Linked DNA regions of Sus scrofa: all the other regions are linked to region 3. A link is a contact called in public Hi-C and HiChIP or PLAC-seq data. All regions are on one chromosome and are shown on one strand. Each heading gives the region's core, a stretch centred on a gene start, on an enhancer-like site or on the middle of the called end of the contact. The rest is flanking DNA. Distances are from core to core; before and after follow the strand shown.

The links. Hi-C and Micro-C count contacts between places; a contact is called where the count stands out from the background. HiChIP or PLAC-seq counts read pairs in DNA pulled down with a chosen protein or histone mark.
Region 1: a contact with region 3 is called in a Hi-C map of alveolar macrophages, with 2.1 times the contacts expected there. The contact joins the promoter of LOC110257839 here to the promoter of TCEANC in region 3. A contact is called at or near these places in 2 of 47 Hi-C or Micro-C datasets (alveolar macrophages and heart right ventricle).
Region 2: a contact with region 3 is called in a Hi-C map of alveolar macrophages, with 3 times the contacts expected there. The contact joins the enhancer-like site here to the promoter of TCEANC in region 3. A contact is called at or near these places in 10 of 47 Hi-C or Micro-C datasets (alveolar macrophages, embryonic fibroblasts, epiblast stem cells and 7 more) and 1 of 2 datasets of contacts at active chromatin or transcription factors (alveolar macrophages).
Region 4: an H3K27ac HiChIP or PLAC-seq map of alveolar macrophages shows a contact between it and region 3. The contact joins the promoter of TMSB4X here to the promoter of TCEANC in region 3. A contact is called at or near these places in 4 of 47 Hi-C or Micro-C datasets (embryonic fibroblasts, epiblast stem cells, heart right ventricle and 1 more) and 1 of 2 datasets of contacts at active chromatin or transcription factors (alveolar macrophages).

The regions. Positions count from the first base shown.
Region 1 is chrX:9,503,140-9,509,299 of Sscrofa11.1, reverse strand. It overlaps LOC110257839 (histone transcription regulator 3 homolog), which reads left to right and starts at 4,146. Exons shown (of 4, transcript XM_021080605.1): 1 at 4,146-4,224; 2 at 4,261-4,718; 3 at 5,646-5,898. The coding sequence starts at 4,146. The coding sequence ends at 5,870. It overlaps PRPS2 (phosphoribosyl pyrophosphate synthetase 2), which reads right to left and starts at 4,266. Exons shown (of 7, transcript NM_001243801.1): 1 at 4,026-4,266. The coding sequence starts at 4,147.
Region 2 is chrX:9,621,883-9,628,627 of Sscrofa11.1, reverse strand. No RefSeq gene overlaps it. Among named protein-coding and RNA genes, the nearest start is that of TLR8, 24 kb to the right of the region's middle. Within about 2 kb of position 2,122, at least 27 of the 83 cell types and tissues checked have an H3K27ac peak or open chromatin away from gene starts, as enhancers often do. A contact at or near this core is called in alveolar macrophages, epiblast stem cells, mesenteric adipose tissue and 2 more, where this site is marked.
Region 3 is chrX:10,289,552-10,295,466 of Sscrofa11.1, reverse strand. It overlaps TCEANC (transcription elongation factor A N-terminal and central domain-containing protein), which reads right to left and starts at 1,791. Exons shown (of 2, transcript XM_003134933.4): 1 at 1,639-1,791.
Region 4 is chrX:9,648,824-9,655,375 of Sscrofa11.1, reverse strand. TMSB4X (thymosin beta 4, X-linked) reads right to left here and starts at 4,650. Exons shown (of 2, transcript NM_001044555.1): 1 at 4,551-4,650; 2 at 4,109-4,143. The coding sequence starts at 4,650. The coding sequence ends at 4,109. It overlaps LOC100511794 (a long non-coding RNA gene), which reads left to right and starts at 5,973. Exons shown (of 3, transcript XR_002340577.1): 1 at 5,973-6,552.

The sequences.
Region 1 (6,160 bases), core at 2,897-5,396, 790 kb after region 3:
GGAACCCTCACCCGAGGGTATCATCTTACTAAAATCTCTTGAGCCAGTTATTTCCAGAGAAAATGTAATTACAAATGCCATCTGGAATGCCACACAGTAATCTATCTGAAGCAACTAAAGCTTCTACCCGACTTCAAGTAAAATAATTATGAGACCAAAACGCCATTTCTTTTTTCTTTTTTCTTTTTTTTTTTTGGCCGCACCTGTGGCGCAGAAGTTCCCAGGCCAGGGACTGAACCCACGGCACAGCAGTGACAACGCTGGATCTTTAACCTGCTTAAGCCACCAGCTAACTCTTCCACCCCCCAAAAAACAAAAAACCAACAACAGGAGTTGCAGGTGCTGCTCGGTGGGTTAAGAACCCAACAAAGTGTCCGTGACGATGCAGGTTTGATCCCTGGCCTCGCTCAGTGGGTTAAGGATCCAGTGTTGCCGTGAGCTGTGGTGGAGGTCGCAGATGCGGCTCAGATCCCATGTTGCTGAGGCTGTGGCCGGCAGCTGCAGCTCCAATTCGACCCCTAGCCTGGGAAGCTCCATATGCCGCAGGTGCAGCCCTGAAAAGACAAACAACAAAATGCCATTTTTCAAGCTGATGGGATCTGAAAATGAGCTTTGGCCAGAGCCGGTCACGCCGTCCAGGTGCTCTGCCATAGATGCAAGAGTACGAGGCCAACCTCAGGATGCGAGCGAGACAGAATTCTCTGCAGCCCCTCCGAGCTTGGGTACCAAGCAGCTAAATAAACCTAAGTCCTGGGTGAACATCCCTTCCGCCGTGCGGAGAAGTCGACCTGGAAACCACGCTCCGAGACAGCTCAGCCCATGAGCCGAGGATGGCGTGGCAGGCAGGGCAACGGGCTCCCAAAGACCGTCCCTGTCCCACCCCTCAGAACCTGTGTGTTCATTTACAAGGCAAAGGGGAAGCAGAGGGGCAGAGGCAATGAGGGCTACTAGTCAGCTGACCTTAACACAGGGAGGTTACCCTGGATTATTCTCGTGGGCCCGAAGGCATCACGAGGGTCCTTAAAAAAGGAAGAGGCAGTGAGAAGAGGTCAGAGAAGGAGATGCGAGCACGGAAGCAGGGTCAGAGCCAGGCGTCCCTCAAGCCTCCAGAAGGAACAGAGTGTTCCACTTCGGTCCTCCAGAACTTAGGATGCGGCAGCAACGGGGCTGCCCCGGGCCCACAAAGCCCAAGAGCCTCGCTACCTGGCCCCTTACAGAAAAGGTTCACCAGCTTCTGGTCTGCCGACCGTCTCTCCCCAAACTTCAACTTCTCTGGCCTAGTCTTTCTCAGCAACCTCAATCCCCCTGCCGAGCAGTCCAGAAATCACCATGGCAACTTTTTTCCCAAGCTATTCCTGCTTCTACTCTTCAGGATGGTCACGACTGATCTTTATTTGAGGTCTTTTAAAAACCGTGGCCAGAAGGCAGCATCCACCGGCTGGGCAGATGGAGGCTCTTTACTGTTCCCGAGAGAAGGCGGCTGATGGGTTTATCTGTGTCAACAAGGAATGGGTGCGGTAATTAAAAGCCAGCCGCAGACAAGCACGTTTCACATCAAGAGGTGTGATCTGTGGTCCGAGCCCCTGGGTCTGGGAAGACTACGTGCTTGACAACACAAGGGCACAGAAGGGACCAGGCCCTCTGGGGCTCAGGCCTTAAGAGCCTAGTGGCTCCCCTTTGTTGTGTTTTAGAATCCTTTGCATTTGGCCCTCAGCTTCCATGCTCCAATCAGGAAGCTCCAGCACCCTACGGATAGGTACTGAGGTTCCTGACCACGCGCCCAGGCAAAAGCTAATGCCAACTTACTGGCCATGTGAGTGAACCATTTCAGAAGTGGATCATCTGGCCCCAGTGAAGCGTCCCTGACGCCACCACATGGGAGGGAACGAAGCCTTCCTTGCTGAGTCCGGCCCAGATGGCCAGCCTGCGAGTTCAATCAACAATTACTGTTTTAAGCCATGAGGTTCTGGGGTGATGTGTTACACAACGGAGAGCCAGAACTTTGGGTCTTAAAATCCAGAGAGCAGACTCTGCAGGCAGGTGAAGTGACCAGTAGAAGGGGTCACAGCAGCCTTTCAGACACCCTCATCACTGCTGTCCTAGGATGTCGCTGTGGGATTTCACGGGTCTATGGTAAAGCTGGGACGACATCCTCCTGCAGAGCTGACAGGATTTAGAGATGAGAAGGTGAAATCATGGAGACTGTGTGTCCAATCAGACAGTGTCTTATAAATGAGGAATGGGGCCAGTGAGCACCAGCAGACAGCAGACCAGATTTCTGGTCCTGGCTGAGGGATCGAGTCAGGAAGGGGCCCCTGGACAGAAATTGCATCAATGCTCTCAGCCTTTTGCCCGTCTGCGTCTCATCTCTAGGACCACCTTGGTAAAAACTGGATCCCTAGCACCGTACCTGACACAGGAAGGCCTGTTTGTAAAAATCAACCTCTGGACCTAGACAGTTCGTGGAAAAGAGAACAGTCAGGAAATTAACCTTTTAAAAGTCTAGATCGTAAAAACATCAAACATATGTAAAAGCATAGAAGGTAACTCCGTAAGCAATGCCCGGACTTCATGCTGAGTGGTTTCTGAAATCTCTTGATTTCCAATTATCAAGAGGCTGTTCTAAAACAGGCAAAAGCAAGTAATTTCTCCTTGACTTACAGGCCACCACCCATTATCACACTCTTCTGAAAGCTCCTGCAACGTGCATGGGACTGGCAAAATGCTGCCGCATTCAAACCTAGATCGACGATCCTTCTCCAGAGCCCTAGGCATCCTCCAAGACCTCTGGATGCCAAGCGGCATTCTTTAGCTGAATGACTCCTGCATTAGTACCATCAGACACCCATTCGCAAATGTTTCTTCACTTCCATTACCGTCAGGGCAGCATACCAGGCATTTTCCACCTGGAAGAAGGGCTTCCCATATCCCCGAGAGCTGACTCAACAGCCAACTCCAGCTTCTGGACATGGAGTAACATCTCTCCTCCGTATCTAAGCCATCTTGGCCTAATTCAAGATCATTCAATTGTCTCCCCTGTTTCCTCCGAGAAGTTTCTAGTTTTAGGTTTTTCATTTAGGCCCGTGATCCATTTTCAAGTTCATCTTTGAAATGGTGGGAAGTACGGATGCAGTTGTTTTTATTTTTGTTTGGGGGATGGTTTGTTTGGGGGGGGGTGTCTGTGTTTGGTTTTATTTGGCAGCTGCAACAACTGTGCCAGCACCACTTGTTGAAAAGGCTGGCTGAACTGGATCTTTGCCAAAGATATCTGAGGGGGCCACCGGCCTGACCTCACTGAACAGAACAGACTACTTCTTGTGGACCTGAGACAGAGGCAGCAGTTACCCTCAAGCCATCATGGCCTTGCTGCCGGACACAGCAGAGACCCAGGACGACGACGAAGCTGAAAAAAGTCCATCAACTCTGAGGCAGAAAAGTTAACAGCACAGGGGATCCCAGCACGTGCGCCCGCGAGTTCCCAGGCTCTAAACACTATGCAGGACCACAACCTGGATAACTCAGACACCAGCACCCTGGACGCCCAACTCTGTCACCTGTGAGCTTTTAAAACGCCCCCAGACTCGGATCAGAATCTCTGGGGCATGGCAGGGAAGCGGCATTTTCAACCGTCCGCGGCGAATCCAGCGCGCTGCTGGGGCCGGGGACGTGGGCGGGACGCTCCCGACAGAGCCCGCCCGGGGCTTAGGATCTGCCCAGCAGGAACCCGGACCCCGGGTCGAGCACGCCCAGGGGCGTCCCTCCCCGCGTGCCCCGCACCGACGCGGTTCCCGCCGGCTGCACCCACCTCTTCCCGACACCCTGTGACCGCCCCGAGGTCGCTCTTCCGGGCTGGGGCCGCCCTCCTCGGCTTCTCCCGGACGCCGCGGCGGTGGCGCGGAGGCCGCATAGTGGCCGTCCCGCCCCGGAAGGGGAGCGGGCGGCCGCGGAGGGGGTCCCGGGCGGGCGCCGGCCCCGGCCCGGCCCCGCAACCGCAAGCCCAGCGCCCTCCCCGGCTCGGCCCCCACCTGGTCTCCTGGTTGCTGAACTTCTTGGTGACCACCTTGCCCAGCTCCAGGCCGAGCCGGTCGGCCACGCGCTGGGACAGGTCCTGGTGCGAGCTGCCGCTGAAGAGCACGATGTTGGGCATGGTTGCGCGCGGGGCTACAAGCGGCGCGGGGCGGCACAGGCGGCAGAAGCACGGGAGGCCCCGACGAGAGCGGGAAAGCGCGAGTGGAGGACACCAGCAGGAGCGGAGCTAAGAGGAGCTGGAGGGGGCGGAGCGGGCAGGAGGAGGAGCCGGAGAGACGGGGCTGGAGGAGGAGGAGGAGCCCGAGGAACCGCAAGGCGCAGCCGCAAGTCTCGGAGGAGGAGCTGGAGGGAGGCGGAGCTGCGGGAGGAGGGGCGAGAAGAAAAGGAACGCGCAGTCGCGGAATCCGGAGGCGGAGCTGGAGGGCCCCGGACGGAGGAAGGAGGGGCTGCGGGGTGGGAAGAACGCGAAAGCGCAGCCGCGGGCTCCGGAGGAGGAGCTGGAGGGGGCAGAGCTGCGGGAGGAGGGGCGAGAAGAAAAGGAACGCGCAGCCGCGGAACCGGAGGCGGAGCTGGAGGGCCCCGGACGGAGGAAGGAGGGGCTACGGGGTGGGAAGAACGGAAAAGCGCAGTTGCGGGGCTCGGAGGAGGAGCCGAGGGCGGAGGAGCGGGAAAGCACAGCCGCGGTTCCGGTAGGAGGAGCTGGAGGGGACCGAGCTGAGGGAGGAGGGGCTTGAGGAGGAGGTGGGGTGGGAAAGGGCAGCGGCGGAACCCGGAGGTGGAGCTGCCGGAGGAGGAGCTGAAGGGAGAGGGGCGGGGGAGGAGGAGCTGGAGCGGGAAGGGAGGAGGCGGGGCGGGAGGAGAAGCCGGCGGAGCGGGAGAGGGAGGGGGAGCAGGCTTGGAGAAAGTTCCTGCGAGTGCTGCCAGGCGGGGGATGCTAACACCAAGGCGATAGGATGAGAAACCCTGGGTGGCCTGGCTCCAAGGGAGAGCTGCGGGACCCTAATCTTGACTTTTCTGTCCTGCTTCGCGGGGGCGAGTCAATGAACCGGATTAACTGGGCACAGAGGGAGGGTGCGGAAAGTGGCGATGGAGGCGCCTTGCAGCCAGGAGCGACCCCCAACCTGGAATAACCCAAAACCCGTTGCAGATCACTGGTGCCCAACTGCAGGGGGTCTGCAAACGCATGCTGCCTGTTTGTACCAGAGCGCTAAACATTGTTTTACTCTTGAACATGTGTGTATCGATGATAATGACGACAATACCTTTGGACTCCAATTAGAAATATTATCCCTTTCAAAAAGGAACACCTTTCTCTCATTAGTGGGTGTGTACTGCAAAAAAAAAAGAAAAAAAAACCCACTCAATTACTATTCTAGTTTGGATTCCATCAATAAAACATTGTGAAAGTTTGTTTTCTCTCTTGTTACATATCTACTTACATGATATCCTCGCCGGTTTTCCTCTTGGCCCACAAATCCTGAATTATTTACCTAGGTTCCTTGAAAAAGCCGCAATGCCAGGGGCCATCTAAGCCCCGATCACAGGTGGAAGGGGCAAGATTGCTCTTGATGGTGAGTTGGATTGAACCAAGGCCCTTCCAGATTCCTTATTTTTAGGTGAATGCGGCAACCCTCCAGCCAGATCGCAGCAACTCAGAGGACTCAGGTGGCCCCCAGCAGCAGCAGCAGCCCTCAACCTCTTTGGAGGCGCCACTTTTCCCTCCCTCCCTGCAGACAGGAGCCAAAAGGTTTTCTCAAGAGGCAAATACAGGCATAGGAGAAGGCGATGTGTTACATGGTGATGGAGGACGCGCAGTGTTAATGATGCTGGTCACAGTTTAACATTCCTCAATGAAAACGCATTAAACAGGTAAGATAAATGTCTGGGTTTTTACCTGACATTGCTGAAAATTGCCTCTCCATCAAGAAGACAAGGCCACTTGCAGGTTGTAGGCTGCTCTAATTTGACTTCATACTATTGGGCATTGGGGGGTTGTTGGGATAATTCAAATCATTGGAATTTTTCATCCAGGTCTATGTACTTTGCAAAATAAACTACCTAGTCCATCAAGTGTTTCTATTAAACTCCTACACCCGCCTGCTTACCAAAATATTGCCCCAAACACTAATTC
Region 2 (6,745 bases), core at 873-3,372, 670 kb after region 3:
TGTGTAACCTCCATATCATAGGTTCCAGGGAGGAGGATGCGAGCATCTTTGGGGGCCATTATTCCGCCTACCGCACCCATTTTACAGATTACTTATTGTGTGGCCTTGAGCAGTTTGTTCTGGACCCTCTGAGCCTGAGGCCTCCCATCTATTAAACAGAGAAATAACGCTCGCCCTGCCCATCTGGCGATGTTGCCCTGAGAATTAAATGAGATAGTGTAAGTGAAAGTGCTTTAAAAATGGTAAAACCGTATGTCAGCATGTATGCTCCTTTGGGGGCAAGGGATGACAAGGATAAAATCTCTTGTGAGATTCTGCCACATTTCTTCCCAATTCCACATGCAGTGATGTCACACTGGTGTCTTGAAATCAACCATGGTGGGAGCATTTATACCATGGAAATGGGCAAACACTACATATCAGGGTGCTGCCCGCCCCTCTCCCTGCCCCCAACCAGCTGTTAAGCATTCCCAGCACATCACAGCTTTATCCCATTATTTGACATACCAGCTGACATGGTTATTGTTTCTTCGGAGTACAGATGAGCAGGGGGAAGCTCCAAGCCAGTGAGAAACCTGCATCAGTGCACGTTGGCTGGTAAGAGGGGGCCGGTGCCAGCTTGTCATACACTCCAAAGCTCTAGTCCCTCCACCACACCCCCACAACCACACTATACACCCCCCTAACTCATCCTGTTAGGATGGTTAGTCTAACTGTCCCAGAGGCTTCATGGGGCAGATGGCCATTTTTTGGGCCATGAGAATGAGGTTTCCTGGGACTCACCCAGGTCACTGCCTCCATTGGTGGCCCCTGTGTATTAACCTTCAAGCCGACTTGACCTCAATTGTGCCTGGAGCCTTCTACTCCAGGGTTTAGGCAACATATGGAAACAGTGACCTCATCATCCAATGCAAAGGTTCAAAGGGATTTGATGCAAACAAATTGCCAGGTCACTCAAAAGTCAAAGTGCCCCATGGCTTCCTTTTAGACAACCTGGAGGTATGTGAAGGTCAGCAAGTACAAGCACTCCATTCAGAGATGGAGAAAGTAAACAGCAGGCTGGCATCCTATGGGAGCAGTTAATGGAGGCGATTCGAGAGAGAAAAAAAATGGACTCTGCTCCATTTTGATCAGGTTTCCATTCCTCTGACCCTATGCTAACGGGGGGTTTTATTTTATTTTTTGGCTGCCGCGCGGCATGCAGAAGTTCCCGGACCAGGGATCAAACCCGTGGCACAGCAGTGACACCACCAGATCCTTCACCACTAGGCCACCAGGGAACTCCAGGGGTTATGTTTCAAACTGGTGCTCAAGGCAGAAGGCATCTAGACTAGTTGGTGGGCGTGGGAATTCACAGAGGAACAAAGGCTCACAACTAACAATGGTTCTCAGTCTTGGCTGAACGGTGGAATCACCTGGGGAGCTTTCAAAACTCCAGCACCCACGTTGTGTCCAGATCAGTTCATCAGACCCTCTTGGGTGGGACCCTGGCCTTGCATTTGCCCACAGAAACTCCCAGCTGATCTAGGTTTGACCGGCTGCTGCCGAGCTTATTTTCCGCACTCCCGCTTTCCTGGGGGTTTCTATTGTGTGTCAAAAGTCTGTTTGGGAAAAGCTTAGTATCCAGTTACAGCTAAAGGCCCTGGCTGGGCAGAAGGTGAAAGGCCTTAGAGCATTTTCTAGAAGATGTTTCAGGGAATAAAAAAAGCCCCACACCCAGCAAACCAGTTTTCCCAGCCTTGTATGACATCACCAGGAGCCAATAAAAAACTTTCACTTGAGTTTACTGGTTCATGTCTACATGGATTAAACCTAGAAACTGCTGGACAAACTGTGTACGCTTAGGTCACCCCCCCCCCCCCCCGCCGCCCCAAACTGCTCTTTGTATGAGATCGAGCCCATTCTCTGATTTGCACTAGATCCAGCCTTTTATCGACTCGCTTTTTTTCCACGCACTTGCTCTGAGGCTATGGTAGTAGTACTGGTTGGAGGAGGGTTTGTGTCCACAGGCAGGTGAGAAGCCAGCTCTCAGAATAAACAAAGATTCCACACCCTAGCGCCTAGCGAAGCGGAAAGCCAACGCTTTTGGTAGACTGTGGCTGCCCCCTGCCGGCAGTGATTGGCATTGACTCGTGGGGAAGCGTTGCAAGCCCCCCGCAGTCCCCGCTGGACCCACCTCATGCTGTGGCTCCAGACTCAGCAGCCAGGCTGCCGGCGGCGGAAAGAACTTTCCAGGAACCTATCCGATGGGGTAACGCGAAAAGGAAGACACACGCATCTAGGAGTTTACATTGTCTTTGGACCATGTTCACCTGCATCTTAAATGAGCCTTCCTTTGCAATGTTTCATGTTCTGTGACCAGAAAATCATGATGGCGTGTTCAGATTAGTGCCTAACTTGCAACTTCCGGCCACTGGAAGCTGAGCAGCTATGCAGAGCCATCCAGATGAGGTGGAGGAGCAGGGAGACCCGAAGAAGCCAAACTGTTCAGAAGGCGTTTGCTCAAACTACATCCCCTCAGCATTGCCCAAATGGACATCATTAGAAACATATTCATTTGGGCTTAAGATACTGCCGTCCGTAAACGAACCATGGAAATCTCTGGAAAGGCTAATATGTGCATCACTTATATAATGAATGTATTTATCAGATCACTTTCCAGAATTTCATTCCCCATGTATTCAACAGTTGCCCTAACATCCACTGGGCTTGGCACTTGGGGCGAAGGCGGGGGCGGGGGGGGGGGGATACAGGCGTGAGGAAATTGCGGTTCCTTGACTGCGGTTCAAGGAACTTTTGGTCTTGTTGGGGAGGGATCTGAAGCGACTAATTGTGACCGAGACAACACAAAGAAGTGCCAGGATAGGGGAGCAAAGTGCTGTCAAACATGGAAACCGAAATTGTTCATTTTGAGTGCGGTACTTGGGTGATGCTTGGACCAGTGGGTCTCCAAGCATGGTCTCCACCCAGAAGCATCAGCATCACCCGGGAGCTTGTTAGAGATGCAAATTCTCAGGCCTGCCCCGGGCTGTTTTAACAAGCCCTCCAGGTGATGCCTGCCCAAGCTGAAGACCCACTGCTTCAAAGACAAGATGATGTGGGCTGGAAAGAGGACCCAAGGGACACATGGGACTTTCATAATTAAGATGGGCGGGCATTTCTCATCCTCATCCCTTATATCCGTATGGTGATTTACACCCTAGTATGTGATCTGACCTTTACAACAGGACATGAGACAGAGAAGGAAGCGAAACAAGTTTAGATTTCAAAGCAAATAAGAACTGGGTACAAATTCTCACTCTGACACCAAGCTGTGTCAGCTGGAGCAAGACCTTTAACCTGCTTTCTTACCAGTAAATGGTTACAGTTCTGTTCTCTGTGGGGATTTTTGGTAAGGATTAAATACAGAGCTGCTGTTCACTAAATGGCTATTATTTCTATACATTATTTTTATAAACCCCTGTTGGGAGTGAGAAAACCCAAGCTTGATTGTAGTTGTGAGGCTGCCCCTTGGGTACCTGACTCAGTCCTGGGGTGGTTTCCCTCCCAGACAGTTTTCACTACAGAGGAGGCCTCTACAAGGCCTTCTCTCTAGTTACAGATTTGTCGGCATTTCTGGGTTTACCGCATGGGGAACTCTAGAGGGCGCCAATGGTTCATGAAAATGGCAGTCACTGACGCAGAGCTGGAAGCTGAGTGAATACCGAGAAGTAGCGAGAAGGTGGAGTCGCACATAAAGTGAACATATTGCTTTCTCCCCCAAACTAGCCACTTTTAGGCCATGTGCATCATTTCTACGATAAACATTAGATGACTATCTGGAATTTTCCAAATTTTATTCCGTATTTATTAAACAGCTGCTCTAAGATGCTCTAGGGAGGAGACACGTGTGGGTAACATTGTGGAATAAACCCCCTCCTGTTTTTTCCCAAGTTTAAGGACTAAAGTAAGCAACTTTTTATAATCTATACCCAATGGATGGAGATTTGAACTCTAAGAATTTAGTAAGTTTTTTTTCTCTACAGGTGGAGCATATAAACTGGCATCCAGTGGGTAGAGACCAGGGATGCTGCTAAACATGCTACAGTGCACAGGACAGCCTCCTCCAACGGAATAGTCTACAGTCCAAAATGCCAGCAGTGCCAAGGTTGAGAGATCCTGCGCTAAAGATTCTCACCATCACCCCAAAGTCAACACATCAAAGATGAAGACTTGCATTCCCCAAGTTTACCAGATCTTTTTAAAATTTTTATTTTTAGGGCCCCTTTTGTGGCATATGCAAGTTCCCAGGCTAGGGGTTGAATCTGAGCCATATATGTGGCCTACACCACAGCTCGTGGCAATGCTGGATCCTTTGCCCACTGACCGAGGCCAGGGATTGAACCGACATCCTCATGGATATTAGTCAGATTCTTAACCCGCTGAGCCACAATAGGAACTCCTACCAGATTTTACAAATGTTGCTTCATTGTCTTCCCAACTCTGTCAGGCTAAAGCCTTTCACATTCCCTGGAAACCTTCCTGTGCTTTGCTCCATAAATCTATTTGGTCTCCAAGGTGTGTGGATTTTTGCCTATTTTGAATTCACGGCTTGCCATTCTCCCCAGGCAAGTATTACTATCCAGTATCCTTTGTCCAGGATCGTCTCTGCTGGCTTTGTTCTCCTGGGGTTCAGGAATCCTGCACTTACCTCTTCTAGTCTCTGTGTCCAGCACTGTGCCCAATGGGTGGCCTATTTAGCAAGAAATATCTAGGAGTCTTTAGGGAGAAAGATTTCTGGCTCAATACAAACACAAATTTCTAACAAACAAAAAAAGTATACATAGAATTTAAAGGCATTTTTTAATGTGTATGTTATTATGGCAAATTAAATGTGCTTCATAAAGGAAGGATCAATATGTGGACATAAATTTTAAACTTTCTTTTGGAAGCTCTGCTCAATCATCATTGTAATGTACTTCCTATCTCTTAATTTGTTTATAGACCTGTCACACACTAAGTCCTAGAGACCATAGGTAATGTATGGGTTATTATAGCCTGTGAAGCTGAGTTTATTTTTTGTTGCTTCTCTCAACTGCCTCCGAACCATGGCTTTTCCCACTCACCCCAGCCTTGCTTCTTCCCTTGGCTACATACTCACCCATATTTTCCCTGTTCTTTCTTCCCCACCACCTTACACAGATAATACCTTACACAGTTAATACCTGTTCACTTTTAGCTACTTTTTAGCTCTTGTGCTAAACCAGGAAAAGAAATTCCCTAAGAGGGAATCCTCAGGATTTGGGGTTTTTTTGTGTTTCTGTGGTTTTGATTTTTTTTTTTTTTTTTTTTTTTTTTTTTTTTTTTTTTTTTTTTTTGCTTTTTAGGGCCACACTGGTGGCATATGGAAGTTCCCAGGCTAGGGGTCCAAAGAGAGCTGCAGCTGCAGACCTATGCCACAGCAACACCAGATCTGAGCCACATCTGTGACCTATGCCGCAGCTTGTGGCGATGCCAGATCCTTAACTCATTGAGCAAGGCCAGGGCTTGAACCCACATCCCCATGGAGACTAGTTGGGTTCTTAACCCACTGAGCCACAATGGGAACTCCCTGTTTTTTTGCTTTTTGATGAAGTGATGCTTTTCAGTCACCCTGCCATTATTAAACAGAGAGTATAAAATAACATTTTCACAGAAATAGAGAAATTGCTGTGTTATGCTTTCATTTTCCTCACAATCTCCTTATTTTAAATTTTATTAACTAAATTTCTTAATATCTACTAATCAGTCAATAATGACCATCTTTATAAATACATTTCCACATACATCTATATGTATACATTATACATACATGTACACACATTTTATATCCATTTCCAATGTAAGCAATATCGCCAGAGTATCCAAACTTGGTTGGATCTGGTTGGTTGATTCAAAGGTGGAAATACTCCCAAGATTAGAGGTAAAATGTTTTAGCCATTGCCACTGACATCTTTGAAAGCTCAGTATTTCTTAATAAGTCCCTAGAGAGCTTGTTCAGCCACAGCAAACATTAGTCCAATCAGTGGAAGGATCATGTCTGTTTTCAGCTTATGTCAAGTACTAAAATTATCCTCCATAAGGCCAATGATGTTTGAGAAATGAATATTAACCTCTTCATACCATACCAAAGAAGGTCCATCATTGTTACTGTTTCATCATTTATTGTTTCTAAATTATAATCTTTGTTGTCACTTCTCTCTTTAGAAGCCATCATGTCCCCTTTGGAGACCTAGCAGGGCCAGTTCAAGGAGCCAATCAGCTGGATATAAAGGCCTCAAGGCATAGGGCCTAGATTGTTATTTAGGGGGCTTTAAAAACAGAACAATCCATGTCAGAATAGTCACTGTCCCCATGCACCTGTCACTAGGTTGGGTGAATCTCTATTAGGCCTTCAAATCCCTCTTGAAGATGGCAGTGAATACTGGGAATTCTCTAACAGCCAAGCAGCTCCTAAAGCTCTCTGTATTTGTTTATGGATCACCACATGATTTCTATACTGTTGCACTCAATTTATGACATCACCCCTTGCCTTCTTCTTTTCATCTATGCTGTACTTGCTCTGAACCACAGCCTAACAACATTCAGAGAATACAAATGATTTCTGCTCAAGCGCAGAGCCTCATGGACTCAGCCTCATGTCATCCAAGAGGGTTGGCACTGTCTGGTAGCCAAAGGACAACAAGCCTGCCCCTCCACATAGGTGCTGGAGTGTGACATTTGACAG
Region 3 (5,915 bases), core at 542-3,041:
TCTAAAAGGTGAGAGTCCAACATCCTAGGTTTACTATGAGAATTCAATGAGATTGTCCTTCCAAAGGCCTTAGAACTGTCACACAGTAAGCCTGACAATGACACAGGGCTACAATGAAGACGTTTATATATATCTCTCATATCAAGCATTGTGCTAGGGTAAGGGGTTGGCAACTTTCTATAAAAAGACCAGATAATAAACACTGTGGGCTTTGCAGGTCTTCCAATCTCTGCATGGAAGACTCTGCTGCTTTTGTAGCAGGAACAGCGGCCATACGCAATATACAAATGAATGGATATGGTTTTGCTCCAATAAATCAAAGACAAGCAGGCTGGATCTGGCTGCAGGCCATAGTCAGCTGACTCCTTTTCAGGGCAGTGCTGTCTAACAACAATATAATGCAAGACAGAAATATAATTTAAAATTTTCTAGTAGCCATGTTAAAAAAAATAGGTGAAATTAATAGCACGTTTTATTTAATCCAGTGAAGCCCCATATATTGCCATTTCAACATGCTGGTTGGTATAAACAAACTGAGACAGTTTACATTCTCTTTTTCATACTAATTCTCCCAAATTCACTATTTTACACTCAAAGCACATCTCAATCTGTCCATTTTAGGAGCTCAATAGCCTTGAGGAGCTGGCCGTTACTGCACTGAACAACACAGTTCTAGAACATACTCTAGTATAGACAATGCTGATATACACCTATACCCCTCGCTTCTGAATACATATCAAAAATAGAGTTTAGGAGTTCCCTTGTGGCACAGCAGGTTAAAGATCCCATGTTGTCACTGCAGCGGCTTGGGTCACTGCTGTGGTGCAGGATCACGTGCCTGGAGGCACAGGCAAAAATAAATAAATACATAATGCTAAGAAACAGAATAGGCAATTAGAGTGATTCTAGAGCCCTGCTTTAAAAATTAAAAAAAGAGTTTATACAGTGCCAGCAAGAGTAAGCCCTAGGTATCTGTTGAGTGACTGCATGTAAAAGCTTGTAAATATTAACTGACATGATGGTACATGGTTAAAGTGCACATGTCCACCCTAAACCCTGAGAAGAAGAGCAAAGAGAAATTTCCAAAAGCTAGTAACAAATGAGCAATAACCAAGATCTGTTTATATCTCTATGTCTAAGGTCTAAAGAGAAATTTTAAGTTTCTGGCCATAACCCACATACGCCTCTCTAGCTACACAGGGAGCCCCTTCCTCTATGGAGAGAAACGATGCCAAACGTTGGTAGAGGACTTGCAGTTTCTCAAGTCACACAATACTGTGCTAGGGCTCTTTCACTTTATGACGACCCCTAGTAAAGGTGCAGCGATGGGAAGGAACCAGCGCCAAGGGTCCACTCTGGCCCAAGTTCGGGTTTCAGTGGGTGGGGTGGCGCGACAAAAGAGGGCTGCTACAAGCCATCCAAGGATGACAGCCTGGCATCCAGCACACAGGCAGCAGCGGCCCCCAGGGATCTGCCCATCCCGAAGACCTCGGCTGGAAGGGGAAGACAGGCCGCTTTGGGGCATCCCCGTCCCTGAGGGCACCGAGAGCCTCCCCGGGCAAGGGGAGGCTTACTCTGGGAACAAGGCCCGCCTTTCTGCAGGAGCAGAGACACCAAGCAACCCACAACCGGGCTCACCAAGAAGTGCGGTCCAGACCGGGAGCCCTCGGAGCTCTCCCCCATCCAGTGGGAACTTCCAGGTCCCGGGGCGGGACCACAGAGGCTCACCCAATCCAAGCCCACCGGCTGGGAGCACGAACCCAGCGCCCTGCGCATGCGTACTAGGGAAGTGGCGCCTGCGCAGGGCGATCGGTGGGCGAGGGGACGCCCCGCCTTCTAGGAGGTCACGTGGCCAGGGCCCACAGTCGGCCCCTGGGCTTGAGCGAAAGGAAACTACGCGCGTTATCGCTTTTGAGCGGCCAAGTTTGTTGAGCTACTCTATAAAGTACGGTTCCTGCTTTAAGAGGTGCTCAGAAGTTCCCCTTGTAGCTTGGCTGGTTAAGAACCCGACATAGTGTCTTAATGAGGATGTGGCTTCAATCCTTGACCTGGCTTAACCAGTCAAGGATCTGGTCAAAGATCTGGCGTTGCCACCAGGCTGCAGTGAAGGTCGCAGGTACGGCTGCGATCTGGCATTTCTGTGGCTGTGGTGTAGCAGCTCCAGTTGGACCTCCTAGCCTGAGAACTTCCATATGCCTGCGGGTGCAGTCATAAAAAGAAAAAAAAAAAAGGTGCTCAGCTAAATGTTCACAAAACTGGACAAAAATGTGAATCATCAGTATATTTCATGCAGTGATAAATTCAACCAGTACTTAGGGCACCCCTCGCATGGCTCTGTTGATATGAAAATAGAAGACATCCATTAGGTAGACTTGTGCATCCGGCACGCCCCACCTGTACACAGTCTTTCCCTGCAAGGATCCAATAAAGACAGAGTGATGATAGAACTAGACAAAGTGGCAGCTTTCTCTGCTAATCAGAGGAAGGTTCAAGGAAGCAGGGCTTTGCTCCGAACTGGATGCTGTTAGGAAGCAGAGTGACTCTGTGAGCAATATGATAAACCTTACCTAGGAGGGAAGACACGACTGAGACAAAAGCTGTGATTAGTAAAGTGGCAGCAACAATCCATTTTAAAACTGTTGAAATACTGCAGGTTTATCCTAGATGTAATTCAAAAGATTCGTTTCAAAAGGCTATTCCTATAAAATAGTTTCTGTCACAAGAACAAAGCGAGACACCTTTTAATCTAATTTACTGCTGTGTAGGGTGTAAGTAAGAAGAAACTTATTTTTTTCTCACCAGTGCCTTGAAATAAGGTGTGTTGGCTCTCCCCTGCCGCTTGACTGCGCTATGGCTGGAGCTTGAGGCTTGAGCAAATCCCACAGCTTTGCTTTCCTTTTTCTCTTTTTCCTTCCAGTTTTATTGAGATATAATTGACATACAGCACTGTGTAAGTTTAACATGTATAGCATAACGATGTGACTTACATACATCAGGGAATGATTACCCCAATATGTCTAGTAAACATCATTTCACATAAACATGAAATAAAACAAAAAAAGTTTTTTCCTTGTAATAAAAACTCTTAGTATTTCCTTTTTTTTTTTTCTTTTTCTGCATTACCTGCAACATATGGAAGTTCTTGGGCCAGGAATTGAATCTGAGCCTGAGCTGTGACCTACGCCACAGCTGCAGCAACGCCAGATCCTTAACCCACTGTGCAGAGCCCAGGATCAAACCCATGCCAAAGGCTGCTTCTTTTTTTTTTTTTTTTTTTTTTTTTGTCTTGGCAGCGCCCCAAGGCATGCAGAAGTTCCTGGCCAGAGACTGAACCCGAGCCACAGCAGTAATAACACCAGATCCTGAACTGCTAGGCCACAAGGGAACTCCTGCATCTTTTGCTCTTTTTGTTGGTTCACCTTGGGCATTTTGGGGGAGATCCCAGCCTTGCTGGGGGCCCCTACTCACCCATTCTCTGTTCTGTCTGGGTGACCACCAGCTCCTGTGTTTGCCGGCATGTCCCACACAACCTTTTTCTGTTGGGTCACCTCACCTGCAGACAGGCCTCTTGGGCAAGGTCCTTCCAGAACAAGCTACTTGCTTGATATGCACTCAGCCCTTGGGAAAGCCCCAGCAGCTCTGCTTGCCCCCCAAGTCCTGGAAGCAGAGGCCACTCTGCCCACAGCCACTCAATTTATAGTCACAGGTAGTGCTCAGCAGCCCGAGCTGGCTCCCCATTTGTTGGGTTTTTCCAGGAAAGTCAAGCACCATTTCTTGTGCCCTTTCAATTCAGTTCAGGGTACCTGTCAATCTCTCTGAGTGGTTCTCTCCAAGTTCCCCTCCACTTGCCTGGAAGGCGGAAGGAAGCATCTAGATTTTTTTTTTTTTTCCTTTTTAGGGCCACATCCGCAGCATATGGAAGTTCCCAGGCTAGGGGTCAAACCAGCTGCCAGCCTACACGACAGCCACAGCAACGCCATATCCAAGCTGCATCTGCAACCTAGGCCACAGGTTGCAGCAACGTCAAATCCTTAACCCACTGAGAGAGGCCAGGAATCGAACCTGCATCCTCGCAGAGACTATGTCAGGTTCTTAACCCGCTGAGCCACAATAGGATCTCCCAGAGGATTCTAGAATTCTAACAGCCCTGTTCCACTCTTCTCCTGCACATCAGCTGAAAAGGAGTGACAGGCCAAGGGTGGCAGAAGTCGTGTTGGGCTCCTCACTTAGCCCTGTGTAGATGGTCTGGGATGTTTCTCTAGAAAAGTACCCAGTGTATGTGCCTTGAGTATGGTCGGAAAAGAAAAATAAAGAGAGAAAAAAGGAAAGACAGAGAGAGAGAGAGAGAAAGAGAGAGAGAGCAAGAGAGAGAGAGAGAGAGAGAAAGAGAGAAAGAAAGAAAAGAAAGAAAGGAAGGAAGGAAGGAAGAAAGAAAAAGAAGGAAAGAAGGTAAAAGTACTCAATGAGCACTTAACACTGTGCTCAGCTTTGGGCAAAACTCCAAGTCAGGAAAAGTTCCACTTCATATCCTCTCGTACCTGGAGTAACCTTTGAGTCATTTTCACACCTCTTGTTCTCATTTCCTACATCATTTGTCCCTTTTGCCGTTTCTCTAGAATGTAAGTTGTTGTACCAGCAATTTACGACAGCAGATTGGCAGCAGATGATGAAGGACCAGTGAGTCTGGCTTCCATCACTGGGTGGCACATATCACAGGATGGAAATTCAGAGGCTGTGACACAATATCTATACCACTTGGTTACTGGGCACGCTTCAAAATCCCATCTAATTAGAAAAAGAGCAAGTATAAAAAGAGATGGGATGAAAGGATACTACCTCAAACACCTCTGCTTGTCAACTCAATTGCATCCCTCCTTGCTGTTAAGGTATGTTGGTTTGTTTTTTTTTTTTGGCCATGCGCATGGCATGTGGAGATTCCTGGGCCAGGGATCGAACCCACGCCACAGCAATGACCCAAGCCATGGCAGTGACAGTGCCTGATCCTTAACCCACTGTGCCACAAGGGAACTCCAGTGTTAAGAAATCTAAGCCGAAGCCCACTGCTTGGGATTTCACTCGGTCAGAGTGACTTGGTTCCAGGAGTAAGGCATCTGCCTGTGATCCTGAGATGCGGACTGCTCCATGAAATGCCTCACCGCCTTTTGATTCTCAGGGTTTTTTTTAAAGTCATTTTGTAAGAGGAGTTCAGCAGGGTAAGACAAAACAAAAGCATTAAGCTAAAAATCACTGATCTGTGCTGCTTCCTTTGTCTTTTTTTTTTTTTTTTTTTTTTTTTGGCCGAGCCTGCTGCACGCGGAGGTTCTGGGCCAGGGATTGAACCCATACCACAGCAGCAACAATGCCTGATCCTTAACCCACTGTGCCACCAGGGAACACTTCTTGCACCCTGCAGCCTCAAGGCTCCCCCTCATGGACTCACATGGTACATACCGTCCACAGCCCCCCTTTCACAACATGACCTGGACATGCTACCAGAAGGGAACACTCATCAGGAACCACACTGTAAGGGAGAACCATGCTCATCCCAGGTCATCTAAGTCTTCACGGGGAGACACATTTGGCCAGAAGTGTACCCTTCTAATTTATGGTGCCCAAGGAAGCATTTCTCCATTTCAGCCTCATCCCCCACCCCCATAACAACCTCACACATTGTAGTCGCTGCATCATTTGGCGCATCCAATAGCGTTTATGCCACTGGCTATTCATTTCAAACCTGTCCCGAATACCAGCTAGTTTTCTAGCTGCTGAAGACAATGAAGGCGTCAACTCCTTAGTCATGACAAGGGTAAATCACTTAGATCAGTATGTTGGCTGGGACGATGACATGTACTCAATACCAGCTTTTACATGATGGGGTCCACCACGTGGTCCACGTAGACTTTGGTGGGTTTGGG
Region 4 (6,552 bases), core at 3,401-5,900, 640 kb after region 3:
ATACCTGGCACGTACCGGGCAGTCAATAAACATCCGCGGCGAGAACAAATGACCCAGAGCTCTAGTTTAATATGTAGGTGGCTACAAGCATTGATTCAAGATCAGCACAACCAAGGAGAGTGGGAAAATAGCGTTCAAGGCTCTATTTAATTTGTAAAAGAATTCTTTAAATTATTTGCAATATATTTGGAAAAGAATATATTTAAATGTATTTGTAAAAGAATTCTTAAATTTCACAAACAGAGATTGCACATTACCGGTGAATTTCCTTTCATTATATTTTCTTGGGTATTTAGCAATAAGGGTGGAGGGAAAATGTTCCTGTATAATCCCCTTGATCAAAAAAATAGACACATATGTGGGAGTTCCCATCATGGCTCAGCAGAAAAGAATCTGACTAGCATCCATGAGGACACAGGTTCAATCCCTGGCCTTGCCCAGGGGGCTAAGGATCCGGTGCTGCCGTGGACTGTGGTGTAGGTCGCAGATGCGGCTCGGATCCCGAGTTGCTGCGGCTCTGGAGTAGGCCGGCAGCTGCTGCTCTGATGAGCCCCCCTAGCCTGGGAACCTCCATATGCTGAGGGAGCGGCCCCAGAAAAGGCAAAAAGACAAAAAAAAAAAAAAAAAAAAGAGGGGAAGTGTCTATTGAAACCCTAATATATGCCTACTGCTATCAGACATTGAACAAAAAATACACAAATACGAACATAGACCGCACGGACCCTGCCCACAAAAGCCTCAGATACCAAGAGCTGGGCTGGTACTAGCACAAGGATGTGACTAAAGAGAGAAAAACTACAAGTTCCCAAGAAAAAAAGAAGCCAGGTCAATGGAGGTCTTTAGAAACACATTTTCTTCTTAGTTCATTGCACAGCCATGTCCTAACTCTGTAATCTAGTTTTCTCATTATGTGCAAATAGAATATAGTTGAACTTCAAATGGGTGTATTTCAGTCTCTTAGACTGGCGTGTAAGCCACTCTTAAAAAAGGAGCCATTGAGGTGGGGGGAGTGTAATTTTCTTATTCTCTTGCTGGGCCAGCGCTGATGCAGTGAAGCGTTTTCCGTGTTAGGAAACACGGTTTGCAATTTACACTAGCGCACTCAGAAAGGCTCCAGATTTTTTTCCTTTTTATTTTTTGGCCATAAGGTTGTTTACAAAATGCACTGTTCTTTCTAGAAAGCACCAAATTGGTCCCCTCGGATTAGAAGCATTCTTTTATTTTGGTGTCTGGAGGAGTTTGAGGCTTCTTTGGGGACATAAACAGATCTTCCTGGGACACGGAAAAGAGGCTACGCTAACTAAGTCACGGGGGGTGTGGGAGGCTGCAGAGATCACCAGGGGTGGAAGAGGCCCCGCATAGGCACAGGCCTTCCCCCAGCTCCCCCACATACACAAGCCTTGAAGATAACAGCCCCAAAGCTGTGCTGTTCTCCTGAAGCAATCAAGGAGCTTGCACATTCCCTCCGTGGGAAGACTATAAAGTGTGGCTGTGATGATGGAGGAATTGGTGACATGGAGAAACGACTAAGACTCTGTCCCCAATGTCCTTCGGTGAGCCTCTTTTACTTCCTCTGTTTTTGCTGTATCGATCCTGATCAATTCAGACTGAGCTGGAGTCCCAGCAAAGCCCAGGCCGTGTGACCTTGGGCTTTTAGGCAAATTCCCTGGGCCTGTTTCCTCCTGGGGAGAGAGGGGGGTGGAAGATGCAGTGGCTAGGGTCTCCTACAGTGGGAAGGATCCCTCACTTTACCCGTGACCTTCAGGTCCCCTTGGTGTCGATGAAAAATACTGTCTGCTCGGAAGTAGCAGGGATATAAGTTCCCATACTGATTCAGAAATGCCCCGGTCCTCCCTCTGAGAAGATCCCCTCTCGGGAAGAAAAAAGAATTCTCTTCCTCCATTAAAAAAAAGGAAAGAAAAGAAAAAGCACTCTCCCCATTTCCCATGTGCAGCAGCTGAGTGTACAGTGTGATACATACAGAAGCTTCTGGAACCCCCTCCCACCACCAAGCAGCCAAAATTCAATCCTTACCAGGTTTTTCAGTTTACTTTTTTTTTTTTTTTGGCTACATTAGAGCTTTGTCCTCCCAGGAGAGAAGGGTCTTCTCTCCCATCACTTCACGACTCATCCATTCCCCCTTCATGCTCATTTTCGTTTTAAAACTGAGAAATCCAGAGTTGGGTCCGCTTCTCACAATCGGATTTCATCTTTGCACTGCTCGAAAAATGCACACAGCAAAAACCTACGTGTGCTTGGTTTATCTTTGTGCCTTGGGCATTTTCATTTTGCCCACACCCTTCCTTGCAGGCAGGAAGAGAAAACGCAGGGCTGGAGGGCCGGGCTCCATCTCGAGAAGGCTCTAGACCTTTGTGCTCACTGCTCTTTTCTCGATCCATCCAGTAGGCTGAGGCCCTTCGGGTTTTGTACCCATCCCTTCCCTTGCAAGGCAGATACAGGCTTCTAGCCGATGGTCTGCTTGATTGTCTAAACCACAGGTAAATGGTTTCCTGTGCATTTCTCAAAGTAAGTGTTGAGCAAAGGAAATGAAATCAACCTGTTTAATAATCACCAATTTGCCCTCCACTCCACTCCTTCAAAAAGGGTTTTAAAGGCAGGGGCAGTTTAACATCTTGGACATTTGCATTGTCAATCTTAGCTTCAGTGAGTACCAGCCTTAAAAGCCATCTCCACTTTAATAAAATGTGTAACTCTTTCTTTTGAAAAAATACCTGCACTCTTCCTTATGTAAGAATGGAGGAATCCACTCAAGACCTTAAGATAGCTTGTTTTCCTTTCTGCCTATTAACGGCCCCTCAATCTAAGGCTTGGCTTTTACCCACCAGTTTAAATAGGTGTATTCAAATGATTGAGAAGTTATCAAGGACTCAAAGCTAAGCCCTGGAGGTGAGCCAATTAAATCCTACTGGATTTTAAACAGCACCCATTTCATCCTTGTCCCCCTGGTGTCCTTCAAATCCAACAGTTTTTCATTATCTAAATTGAGAATTCATCTTAAGTCCTAATCATGCATCCCAAGTACACCGATTTCATAAAAGCTATTTTAACGACTTAATTCCAATTGGAACCAGCCATTAGACAGAGGAAGCACAGCTCTTGAATCCTTTTATAAAGCAGTTATTAAAAATGTTAAATTTTCCCTTATCTCACAAGATGCATTCGCAATTGGCTCAATACCCCTGGCTGTTTGACACCTGAAACAAAGAGTGTGCCTGTGAATCACCACCACCTTCGGGTTCTTGATCAGGTGTGCAAGAGATTCAGTGCTGGCTTAACCCTTTTTTAAAAAGAACTGCAAATTTATGTTTATCAAAATTTTCATTCAACTCTGGATAGTAAGAATTCCATCAGCCTAAAAAAAAATACAAAAAAACCAAAAAAAAAAAAAAAAAAAAAAAACCCCATCTCCCGGTTACCTAGCATAGACGCGAGGTATTTCAAACCTGGATGAAACCCATTTGTGTCTAGCATAGACGAGAGGTATTTTAAACCTGGATGAAACCCATTTGTGTCTAGCATAGACGCGAGGTATTTCAAACCTGGATGAAACCCATTTGTGTCTCCGGAGAATTTACCCAAATTACCAGATGTCTGTCACCTCCTGCTTCCCAGCGCACCCACTCTTTTGGCCCTTTTGCCAAGGTTTCCTCTGAGGAAGCCGCTCCTTTCAGAGACCAGACCATCACACCAGCCACGTTTTAAACTTTTTATTTGCATATTAAAAAAATTGTGCATTCCAATAATTAAAATCATTTGAACAAAAAAAAATGGCACTCTGATTAAACTGCATTTTACAGCCCGCAGGACACCTTGGACCAGCTCGCTTTTTACTCTAAATTCCACCCAGCTTCCTCCTTCACCAACATGCAAGTTCTTTTCCTTCCCTGCCAGCCACCCAGGCAGATGGGAGAGGCAGGCGCGGCCTTCGTGTCAGTAGTTCGCCATTCTTTGATGTGAAAAGGGGCAGCACAGTCATTTAAACTTGATCCAACCTCTTTGCATCTTACAAAGTTAAACAGCTAAAAGAAGTAAAATAAGAAGGCAATGCTTGTGGAATGTACAGTGCATACTGGCGGCGCGCGCCTCATTACGACTCGCCTGCTTGCTTCTCCTGTTCAATCGCTGTGACCGGAAAGAAAAAGACAAAAAGAAAAAGAAGATGGAGGAGGCTGACGAGGCGAATTCAGTATAGCCTAGGATAGGAGTCCCGTACTTTCGTTTTAAAACATCTTTATCACAAAAATTCTCCAAGGACAACTGAGGCAGCCCATCATGCGATATGTGCATGAACCTGAACATGTGTAAATATGGTCTGTTACACATTCCATTAGGAAATTATTAAACCCCTGTGTTTGTTGGCTGCAAAACGCTTTTAAATTAACCTTTCCAAGCCATATTCATCAAAAACCTGTGGGCTCCTCCCCCGCACACCCCGCCCCCCACCCCAATTCTTCTCCCAGCCCCTCCCAAGCTCTCCTACCCGCCCCGCCCTGGCTTTTTCTTAAAGGGGGTGGGGGGGGCTTGCTTACTTTCTTTTGAAGGCAGTGGATTTTTCTCTTGCGTTTCTGTCTTCTTCAATTTCGACTTATCGAATTTCTCAATCTCAGCCATATCGGGTTTGTCAGACATGGTTGCAGAGGACGCTGCAAAGGTACAAAGCCAAGAGGGAGGTTGACGGCGAGCCACCCACCCTCGGCTCTCCGGGCCCAGAAATGCGCTTCTGCCCTTGCCTCTCCCGCCTGAAACCCCAACTCAGCCTCCTTCCGCTTTCACTCTGGGCTAAAAAAGATCTTCCTCTTTCTACAGAGAAAAAAAAAAAAAAAAAGAAGCCTCCCCCCCCCGCCCCACCTCCTTTGAGTATTTCAAAAGGCCGGGGACCGAGCCGAGGCTCTTCTAAGGTGAGATAAACTCTCACATTTGGAGGCTGTCTCTTTCGGAACAATGAAATTAAGCCTTGTGGCTCGTTAACTGCAGCGTTTCAACTTCAGAGAAGAGCGTAGCCGTTTGGCGTTTAAGGGCAAGAAAATCGAGTAAAACTTCTTAAAATGAAGCCACGGTGGCACAAAGCGTTTCCATTTTCTATCCACGGCCTCTCTCCCAAAGATGCGGGCTGCCCTGCTTTCTTCTCTAGTCACAAAGGCGGCAGCTGCTGCCGGGCGCCGCCGACCACCGCCCTACCCGCTTCCTCCCTCTCTCGCTCAACAATGCAGCCAGCCGCGCACAAAGCTGCCCCCGCACCCTCTGGATCAACCCTGATCTGCATTTCAGAGCCATTCGGCTGCACCGCACACATTGCCCTGCGAGAAGGACCTTTGCAACATTTCACAGCACAGCCTCCAGCCGCCTTAAACCCCAACAGATGCAGCCCACGGGGCTGGAGGCAAAACGGGATTGCGAAGCCCCGCGCTTGGGTGGGTGTGAGCTGGAACAAAGGATCTTTCTGTTCCTATTAATCACCCGCCTAAGAGGCAAGGCAGAACGCCTTTGGGGGAAGGGAAAAAATGTTCCCTTCGAAGCTGCATAGCAAAACGCCAGTTTTCACTTAAAAAAAAGAAAAAAAATCACCGAGTTCCCGACCCGGCTACCCAGCATCTGGAAGGGTTTGGCATCCCCAAGCTCCCCAAAGCAGCCTTTTCCCGGGAGGACGACTCAGGCTCGGCTGTGGGGATGCTGGCGGGGAGAGCGGGCGCGGGGCAGGAAGGGGAGCGGAGGGCAGGAGGCAGGGGCCCCGGGGCTCACCGGAGCGAGGCGCGAGCGAGAGGAATCCGGTCTACGCAGTGGCCGCCGCCGAGTGCCGGGCGGGGCGCAGTGGCTGTCGCTATATGCGCGCTCCTATGTAAATGAGGTGATGTCACCCGCCGGCCCGCTTAACCCCTTCGCGCCGGGTCCCCGGAACGGCGGAACGGCGTCCGGGCCCTGCCTGGCGTTGAGGGGGAGGGGGGCTGGGCCCGGGGGAGGGGGCGCCACCCGGCGTCCACCCGTGCACCTAACCGCAGTGAGGGTGAAAAATAAAATGCGTGTAGCCCACCCTGCAACGCTTCCTTTATAATGCATTTTCCCCCTTCTCTGTTCTGTCATAATGGATTTTTGCAACAGCCGCGCAAACCTGCTCTTGGGCACCGGAACCTGGTAACTAAGGGCCTAGGTGGTACCTAGGGGGACAGGCATTCCTTTACTGCGTAGCTGCAGTAAAGGAGCATCCCCAAGGCGGGGTGCGGTGTCCCCTGCCCCAGGGCCTCGCCCTCTGCAGGGGTGCGATTCCTGTGACTCAGCTTTGAGGCCAGGGGAGGCCCTACGCCCCACCCTGGCCCTCTTTGTCTCCTTACTTGCATTCTCCTAGACTTGGGTGGGAGCCAAAGCACCCTTAAGTGATTGGGGAAGAAAAAAAAAAAAAGTGTTACATGCATTTTTTTTTCATCGCTAGCACCCAAATCAAATAACTGGAATATCTGCTGGTTGGCAGTTCATTTCTCAGGAGTATAGAGAGCCCGTCGCCTCTCCCTGAGAAAAAAAAATAAGTCAAGTTCAAGC